2 separate regions of the Mus musculus genome follow, and region 2 is linked to region 1. A link is a contact called in public promoter capture Hi-C data. All regions are on one chromosome and are shown on one strand. Each heading gives the region's core, a stretch centred on a gene start, on an enhancer-like site or on the middle of the called end of the contact. The rest is flanking DNA. Distances are from core to core; before and after follow the strand shown. Region 1 holds the start of Slc26a5 (solute carrier family 26, member 5). Region 2 overlaps Reln (reelin).

Region 1 (4,966 bases), core at 1,038-3,537:
AACATAGCTCAATAGAGTGCTTGCTTAGCATACAGGAATCTCCCGATTTGATCCCCAAAGCTGCTGCTGATGGTGGCATACCCCTGTCATCCTAGTATTTGGGACGTATGAGCAGGTGATCCTTGGCTATGTAGTCAGAAACCAGTCTGGGCTACGTGAAACCGTGACTCAAAAAAATAAAAGAAAACATTTCATGAAATCAGAACTTAGACAAAAATATAGTGTAGAGACCCTGAAAGATTAATTGTATCCATCTTGACTTTGTTTCAAGAGTTCACTAGTCAGAAAGAAAGCAAAGCCAAGCAAAGGAAGAACATAATTTCCTCATGTGACCTATTGATGTCAACTGTCTTGATGGCAATGCAAACACCAGAGTATGTCCTAGAAAACTGTTTTCTTTGGGACCATTGACATGTGCAAGGGCAGAAGAGTTATTACAAGATACATTAGAATATCCAGAAGGCATTGCAAATGAGCTGAAAATTGACTTGGACTGTCAATCAAATTCGCTGGGCAAACTTGCACCTACACCTTTCCATTCAGCTAAGGGGAGGTTGTACGCGTCTTCATCCTTCAGCTCTTAGCAAAGTGTCTATGCACAGAAGACACTGAAGTACTTGGATTGAGCCGATCCTTTTGGTATCACTCATAAATTAATGAGGACCATGTAATTCTGTCTAGTTTCAGAGTAGTTAAGGAGAGAAAAAGGCAGTTCTGTGCGACAGAATGGGGCTCCCGGTGTTACGTAACAGACCAGAGCGCTGTCCAGCAGTACACTTACGGTATCAGCCTTACCTAGGAATTCTTTACCCTTAAGTTTCTTTCTGTTGCAAACTGGTTTGACTTTCATTTCCTCTCCTTGCTATGGGATTCTGATACAAGGCAATTCTCTACTCCCATACGTAGAAGTATGGGCTGGCGGAAGTGTATTTTAGCCAGGGCTGCAATTCATTGTGGGGGCTTGCTTGGGCTAGATCTTGAGTTTTGGTCCCCGGCACTCTCCATAGTCCAGAAATTCAAATTTTATTTTATTTTATTTTTTTTAAAAATGCTTAGACTTCCTATTGCATATCTCAGATTTGCCTCCATTTTTATGCCTTGCTGTGCATTTAACTTACAGTACCTTGGGCCATGGGGCTCATGCATCCCATGATAGCAACGAGCAAAGCCCAACACATTAGTGTTGATGTCAAGTCATAATGTCAAACGTTGGACACTCCTGGTAGATAATACATTGATATCTAATGCATACAATTCTCCTTTTCAGATAGGAAACAGCTGAATCTTCCCCCAAACTTCCATTTTTGGTTGTTGTTGACGTTACATTATCACTACTATTATTAGTATTGTTATTGTTAGTTCTAGTTCTAGCGGTATCACAAGCCCCTCACAGGTCTGCATCTCCCCCTTCCTTCTTCATGTCAGACCAGGGCCAGCAGATCCTGGCAGTTTTTCTATCTTAGCATGCAAGATAGTTCACCAAGAAAGTCAAGCTTGTGTCCTGGGCAGAGATTGGCCCATGGGCAAGCTAAAGGAGGCAGAGTTATCACCAGTAAAGTTGGTTGAACACTAAGGGCTTCTACCGACTACAAACACTGCAGAAACACTACACAAGAGCACCTGCCACCTAAGGGATTTGGTGATGCATAGGATTTTTGGGCCAGAGACCAACACCAATTTCAGGGCAGGAAAGCGCACAGCAATCCACTTTACTAATTGTGAAGTAGAAGACAGAGTTCACGCTTTATTGAGTGTTTAGCAGGGGGCCCATTCCTGGAACCCAGAATACGCAGGTGCTAGCAGAGTCCACCCGACTAAACTGGAAGTAGATGCTCTGCAGAGGAGTGGATGCAAACAAGCTAGAGCTAAGAGGGTCCCTGGACAAGGCCAGCCCAGGGCACACTGGAAATGATGAAGTCAAGGCGAACATCAAAGAGACCTCAAGAGGTCCCGCCAATCAAAGCATCCCCAACGAGCTGAGAGGGCAAAAGGGTTTGGGGAAGTTTGTTGGATGAGAGAGCTTCTTGATAATCTTACCCTACAGGGTGTGGGAACAGGATGCTGGATACAGGCAGTCAGGTCATTAGTAGGAGACGAGAACAAGAATCAGGCCCATAGGAGAGGAGGTGACAGTCAGAGCCCAGGGTCTGGTGGGCCAGAGGTCCCCTCCAGACAGCCCGGGACCCTGGCCGCCCGCCCACCCGCGTACTCACCGGCCACCAGCGCTGCCCGGGGCTGCGCTGGGCGGAGCCGCCGCTGCAGTGAACTCCACTTCACTGTCCAGGTGCGAGCTCTCGAGGAGGTGCGGGTGGCCCAGTGGGTGGTGGAGCTGTAACTCGAGACCGCCCCGCCTCGCCTCGCAGCCCGGGATTCCGGCTTCCCTGGTCTCCACAGATCTCCTCTCAAACATCTAGAACTTTCTAAGATGCACTGGGAAAACTAGATTTGGGTACAATTATCTACAAGGACACGGGTGACTGGGCTGACAGTCAGCTCTCATGCCGTCGTGGCTGGCGAGTTTGTCAGTGTAGAATTTGAATAGCTTTCTTTGGGGAGGCTGCAGGAGCATTCAATAGAAAGTGTGGTTTGTTTATATGCCTCAGTACGGGGGTGGGGGTGGGGTGGGGGAATGCCAGGGCCAAGAAGTGGGAGTGGGTGGGTAGGGGAGTGTGTGTGTGGGGGAGGGTCTGGGGGACTTTTGGGATAGCGTTTGAAATGTAAATAAAAAAAATACCTAATTAAAATAAATAAATAAATAAAAAGAAAGTGTGGTTTGGTATTATGTAAATGAAATAAGTATAATCATTAGTTGACTCGGGCATCAGCCAATTATACATTTTAGGGAACGGATGACAATTGAAGGTGTTTTTCTTTAAGCTTTGAGCAGCAGGTGGTTCTTTTACGGGCATTGGAGTTAGAATTCACAAAGCGCTGGTGCAGATTACCATGTTATTTGGTACAAAGAAAGAGGGCGAAGAGAAAAGAGGAATGAAAGAGAAAGGAGCGAGAAAGAAATGCTGTTAACTCCCAACAGCTAGGATTTGCAAGCCCTGGCTAATGCCAGCATCCACAAGGTGAGGGGCGGAAACGATTTCAATGCACAGCCAGCTCTGCTTGTATGGCTTAGCAAAGCTTATGATTGGTTCATCAGAAATGCTTCTTTTTTGATTTGTTCTTTCTGGGGTTGCAAGATGTAGTGTCATATGACCGACTGTGGCGCCCTCTTAAAGCTGAAAGAGCATCAGTTGCTGTTGCTACTCACAGGGAAACCAGCCTGACTGGTCAAGGCCTGGGGTGACATTGCCTGGGTTCCTGTATGCAGGGAAGGGCTACAGATTCCTGTTTCACAGGAGGGAGCTCTGTTTAAGTGCATCAGGGAGACAGGCCGCCTGCTACTGGGAGTACTGGAATCTGGGCATGTTGTAAAACAGGTTTTTTCCCCCTAGAACGTTGTGGACAGTTCCACAAGTCCTTGTGGGGAAGTTTTCCAAGGAGAAACTGGCTGTCTTGCTGTCAGTTATTTGGAACTTGGCCGTTGTCATTTTAAGATTGCCTTGTCACATACTGGCCTTGTAGCTTAATTCTTCTGAGGCTATAAGTATACCCGCAGCACCCATGGACCCAGTTAACGATGCTGAGTTGGATTCTGTAGGTCTGGAGTGGAGCCCTAAGCTAAGCGTTTCTACCCTCACCCCACAAGTACCCAGGCTGCTCGAGAGCCATACTTGTGTAGAACCGTTGTGAATGGACAGATTAAACACTACTGCTAGGGCAGCACCCAGAACCCTAAAATAATTATCAAGTGACACCTTTCACCCTAATACGGGTGTTTACTTGGCTCAGAGATGTTTATAGTTTGAGTTTCAGGTGCTGTGCCCACCCATCTTTATTTATTTATGCATGTATTTATATTTTAATTCTTTTGTGTTTGGTTTTGAGACAGGGTTTCTCTGTGTAGCCTTGGATGTCCTGGAACTTGCTCTGTAGACCAGGCTGGCCTTGTACTCACAAAGATCTGTCTGCCTCTGCCTCCTGAGTCCGGGGATGAAAGGCATGCACCACCACTGCATGGCAGGGCTTGCATCATTATTTATTTCTTATTTTCATTTTTTATTAAACTAATGAAATTTATTTTAAAATATACAACTCAGTATTGACATTTTTTTTTCATTTCTTTTTTCTTTTTGGTTTTTCGAGGCAGGGTTTCTCTGTATAGCCCTGGCTGTCCTGAAACTGACTTTGTAGACCAGGCTGGCCTTGAATTTAGAAATCCACCTGCCTCTGCCTCCCAAGTGCTGGGATTAAAGGTGTGCACCACCACCGCCCAGCCAGTATTGACATTTTTAAAGTCATCAAAATAATTTATAATAGTTAAATGCCTCTTAAATATAGATGATATCTTCTGAAGCTAAAAGTAATATGCACTCAACCAGTTTTTAAAATCTCTTTGGAACATTAAGCATGATATTAGTAGAAATAGAAAAAAATCTCTTATGAAGCCCTCTATGAAAGGAAATTGTGACAAGTTCCTGATTAGACAGACACTGTTCTGTCTCCAAGGGAGAATACACAGCAAAACTGGCTTCATAGAATAAACTGGGTAGTGTTCCTTCTGTTTCTATTTTGTGGAACAGTTTGAAGAATATTGGTATTAGGTCTTCTTTGAAGGTCTGATAGAATTCTGCACTAAATCTATCTGGCCCTGGGTTTTTTTTTTTTTTTTTTTTGTTTGTTTTGTTTTGTTTTTTTTTTTTGGGGGGGGGGACTTTTAATGACTGCTTCTATTTCTTTAGGGGTTATAGGACTGTTTAGATTATTTATCTGATCCTGATTTAACTTTGGTATTTGACATCTGTCTAGGAAATTGTCCATTTCATTCAGATTTTCCAGTTTTGTTGAATATAGGCTTTTGAAGTAGGATCTGATCATTTTTTGAATTTCCTCAGTTTCTGTTGTTATATCTTCC
Region 2 (4,966 bases), core at 1,054-3,553, 460 kb after region 1:
TGGAGAGATGCTCTTTACTGGCTTGCTTCCCCTGGCTTGCTTAGCCTGCTCTCTTATAGAACCCAAGACTACCAGCCCAGAGATGGTCCTACCCACAAGGGGCCTTTTCCCTTGGTCACTAATTGAGAAAATACCCCACAGCTGGATCTCATGGAGGCATTTCCCCAACTGAAGCTCCTTTCTCTGTGATAACTCCAGCTGTGTCGAGTTGACACAAAACCAGCCAGTACACACAGCGAGGGTTATGCGGAGACCCTGAAATCTCCCACCTCACTGCTCATCAATTCACCACCTGCACTGTCTAAGGCAATGCCCAAGCTCTCCCTCCTCAGCCTCCCGAGATGGACCAGGACTTCTTCAGTGAGGGTCCAGATGATCGCTCAGCCTAACTAAACCAAGAGCAGGGTTTCAAGAATCCAATGGACAGACTGCCAGTGGCTTCTGCTGCTCTGCCTAGTGGGGAGCTAACTCAGGCCACCAGCCTGCCCTCTGAATGTTATTTTCTCTTCATAGGTTAGTGCTGTTGTCTGCTCTGGTCAGAGAAGCTTCTCTCTGCAGTGGGCAGTGCACAAACATAGAGCCATAACCGACCGGTGAGCTTGCTGAGACTAAGGGGCAGCTGGAGATTCACCCCTAAGGTGATAGCTATACCAAGCCCTCATGGCTCAGGGTGTATCACAGACAGGGGCAAAGAGAATATCAGAGTCAGGGGCTGGAGAGATGGCTCTTTCAAGGCCCCAAATTCCATACCCAGGCTCACATGGCAGCTCACAACCATCTATAACTCCTGGCTCAGGAGATCTGATGCCCTCTTCTGGCCTGGTTGGGTACTGCAGGCAAGTGTTGTTCATACATCCACAAAACACTCATTTGTATCAAAACACGTGAAATTTTAAAAAGAATATAAGAGCCAGAGCAATGGGTGAGTTGCTGTGCAATTTTGTCTCCTGGGCACAGGACTTGTACTCATAAACTCACACAATGGCAACTATATACAACACGTAGTTGCATAAGATAATCTCGTATGGTGTAGGGAGGGACTCAAGAGATCCCAGCCCTCCATGAGGATTTACTGGCAGTTGGTGGTACCTGGGAAAGAGTAAGACATTTACTTCAGTGGTACAGGTCATGCCATGCACCAGGAAATAAACCCCGCGCATGTTCAGGTGATCAACCCTAAGCAAGCTCATTAAGTCATCATGCATAAAAACGAACACACGTTAACTAAAAGGAAGCCTGACTGGGAAGATAAAGAGAATCAATGTGAGAGAAGGGGACAGAAAGGTAGCTAAGATCCAAACACATTAGACATCATGTGTATGTATGAAACAATAATGAGCCCCTTTACTGTGTGTGATATATATAAATATATGGAAATATATTTATGCTTATATATTTAAATGTTTTATACTTATATGCAATTAATAAGTTAAGTCCTCTGGAAAATAGTAGAAAGCATATGAGAACTTTTTGGTAGTCTTCATAAAACTGAGGTCATAAGACACCACAAAAATGAGCTCACCACAACCCCCCTGACTTCCCTTATCAGCATCCTGCCTCGACATCCACATATATGGAGGGAGAGAGGACTAGGAGAGGTGGTCCTTTGAAAGGAAGGTGACTTGGGCTATGTAACTCTTACAGTGGTATACAATGCACCCCATTCTTATGAACAAGTTCCTGGTTTGTAAGTTTACTGACAGTTCCAAGATCAAATCTCATGGTTCATTTTTAGTCATCTCTGAGCAAAATAAAGTTCCCAACTGAGGTCAAACAAAGCTGTCCCTTTACTTAGTTCATATACAATTGAATGAAACTTTTTTTCTATCAAAGGTGGCTAGCCTCTCTGCCTTTCCTTCACTTCCTTCAAACCAATTACCATGAAGCCACATGACAGATTGAGATCCCAGCTCCCATCAGTGGGAAACACAGTCACCCACCACCTGTGTCAGAAGCAAAGCTAAGTGACCTTCCTGTCCGAGTATGCTGCTTGCTCAGTGTGGGTGGTGGCACACCCTTTTTTCCAGAACGAAACTGTGTTGCCTTCTGGTTGAGGTACTTCTTTGTACAATACACAGCCCATTCTTTGCCAACACAGGAAACACGGAAAGTTTCGGCCCCCAATGTTACAAAGATTATGAAACGGTAAACAAGTATCCTTTTCACAAGCTTTCTTGCTACACTTTTCTCCTGGGGGTTTCCTTGATGATTCCAATGTGTAAAGACCTCCAAAGACACTGCTGTAGCTTTGCCAGTGCTCCTAGAACAGCAAGGCTGTGATGCATTACAGACACAGCACGCTCAGGCTGACTCACCATGCTATGAGTTCAACAATAATGAATCAGCAATAGACATCTACTACAGCTCAAAGCCGAAACACACATAAGACAATTCCATGTTCCTTTGACATATAGGAACATGGAATTTTCATATAAAGAAAATTCATAATGGAAAACTGGGGAAATACTGAATATATTACATAGGATTACTAGCATTACTAACAAGTTGTTAAAATCAATACTGAAAAGGATGGTGGAGGAGCTTATAAGGCCCCACCCCCCTCCCTGCGGGACTATGGTAAATAAGACTATTGGGGGAGGAGTGACATTTTTTTAAGTAGTGTAGCCCTAATCCAGAAAGTAACCTTGAGCAAGAAGTTAACTAAACTAACTGTCTGTCTGTCTGTCTGTCTGTCTGTCTGTCTCTCTCTCTCTCTCTCTCTCTCTCTCTCTCTCTCTCTCTCTCTCATGTGCACACACACATCACATACACCACACACCTGTAGGTGTGATTAAAGTTGGAGAGAAACATATTAGAAATACAGATTTCAGCAGTGGAGTAGGTTACAGAGAGGAAAATGGTGATGAACTCAGCTAAAATCTATCCTAGAAATGATGAAGCTATCAAACATGTTTTAAAATAAGCAAAGGATTTAACAGATAAGGCAAAGGTTGCTGGCCCACAGCCACATAACGCAGGATCCAGAGGTGTTAATTCCTTGACACAAAGCACAAAGCACCTGTCTCAAATGCTATTCTCTAATCAACTATCCCTAGTCAGGAACACTTTTTCTTAGAAGATGAATTTTTGGTACAACTTTTAAGTTGTTATTTTTACGTGTTTTATATATGGTTGCTGCATATCTGCTGGAACTATTTTAGTCTGTCCTCCAATTATTTATTCCCATCCAGATGAAAATTTAAATAAAAACTATCTCCCATTCATCAAGATTGCTTCGGTTTTATTTATGGTACAGCACAGACAAGCTTCTGGGAACAAGAACGTAAAATCCATTATAGTTTCTATTAATAATTATAGTTACTAATTGCTATGAGAACTTTTGGGATATGCTAACATATAGTTAAAGTAAGGCCAGCCCAAAAGCTGCTATAAATAGCCTTGCATGGTCTCACAGAAGTCATGAGAATTTTGTACTATGGAGGGTGGGAAAATGAAAATGTGACTTTCAGATTTGTTAGGCATTGTTAGTATCCACCCAACAGTCAAAGTCAGGAACTGTACACTTACATACATCTTTATAAATCATCTTTTTAATTACTCTTTTGGAATTATCACATTCAGACAATTATAACTCTTAAGGAAATCCCACACATGATTTTTGTTCAGTGACATGTCTGACACTATACAAAGAGAAATAAGGTAGCCCATGGAAATATGAGCACTGGGAAAGAAGGGGGCCTGCCTTAGGTCATGTGGCCAGGGAGAGCTCACTGAGGTTAGAGCTGACTATGGCTGGAATCTCTGAGACCAAGCACGAGGCAATCCTGGGATATGCATGCTAACCAGGAGGACTGCAAATGTAAAATCGCTGAGGTAGTAGAATCCTACCACACTTTAGGAGAGAGATGAAGCCCTCGTGATTTCTGTGGAAGACAGATGAGAAAAAAGACAAATAGGACATCAGAAAAGAAACTGGAGATTGTCACCGCCAAGTCCCGTAGGCCACAGAATGGGATTTCCATCTTTTTCTCTAGGAGACTGAGGAACAAAAGATACAGGTAAAATTACCTTATGATTTATCATTCAAACTCTGGCCACCTTGTTTGTGGAAATGGCAAACTGAATGGAATGCTGGGTAGGAAGCCTGGGGCGGCCTGAGGTAGACAGTATGCAGCAGAGAACAGCACCAGCCTGGTCCTAGCTGGATGCCCAAACCACTGAGCACAAGGCAGAGTCAAGGAGGGTGAGGAGAAGCTGGCTGTGCTAGGCAGGGGCAGACCCAGAGGGCTAGAAAATACAGCTGCAAAGCCTTAGAGTGGGGACCGGAAGGGGCCATTAGACAACGATGAAGAGGGCTGGCTATCTCCAGACAGCAAGTTGTCATGTGGAGAGTTGGGGAGACTCCAGAAGGAGCTTGTGAAGGGATGTCATGATGAAGAGGTTCAGGAAGCTCTGGGCAGACAGCCAAGTGCAGGCATTAAGTCAGCGGTAACAAGCTTAAGCAGAGAACAGTTGTTTGGGAGTTAACGGTGTGTAGATGGCACTTAAAGTGTTAGGACAGATGACATCGCTGGGGAGAAAAGGGCAGATGAAGAGAGAAAGCAGCAAAGACAACCCTGAGTCCTCTGACTCTGTAGTCAGGCAGGCAAGGACCAAATCAGAGCCTCAGAAGTCCACTGAGGATGTGTCAGAGAAAAAAGGACGGTCCACCGTGACAAGCTCTGCCTTGGTCCTGAAAGAAGCCTTGTGACATTTCCTAGTGAACGCTGAGATGGGTTTCTGATAGTACAACTGAAGGCAGAGCCATGTGTACTCTCATAAGTCCCTGAAGGAGGCTAAGAACAAGATCCCTGGTGGTCTAGTGAAGAGCAGTCAGCAGACTAGAAGGTGAGTTCCTGCAAGACAGACAATCAGACTGCACCGTTAACATGCAAGAGACCCAGACACTGGCACAAAACTGCAAAGCCACATAAATTACCTTTAGGCTGGATCATGTGTATGACAG

The links. Promoter capture Hi-C pulls out the DNA fragments that hold promoters and counts their contacts.
Region 2: a promoter capture Hi-C map of hippocampal neurons shows a contact between it and region 1, with 3 times the contacts expected there. The contact joins the enhancer-like site here to the promoter of Slc26a5 in region 1. A contact is called at or near these places in 14 of 39 promoter capture datasets (the 3T3-L1 cell line, the HPC-7 cell line, HPC-7-derived erythroid cells and 7 more) and 1 of 9 other capture datasets (pancreatic islet).

What each region holds. Positions count from the first base shown.
Region 1 is chr5:21,863,317-21,868,282 of GRCm38.p6, forward strand. Slc26a5 (solute carrier family 26, member 5) reads right to left here and starts at 2,288. Exons shown (of 20, transcript NM_030727.5): 1 at 2,214-2,288.
Region 2 is chr5:22,326,583-22,331,548 of GRCm38.p6, forward strand. The region is part of intron 1 of Reln (reelin); the gene reads right to left. Among named protein-coding and RNA genes, the nearest start is that of Reln, 16 kb to the right of the region's middle. Within about 2 kb of position 2,304, at least 9 of the 459 cell types and tissues checked have an H3K27ac peak or open chromatin away from gene starts, as enhancers often do.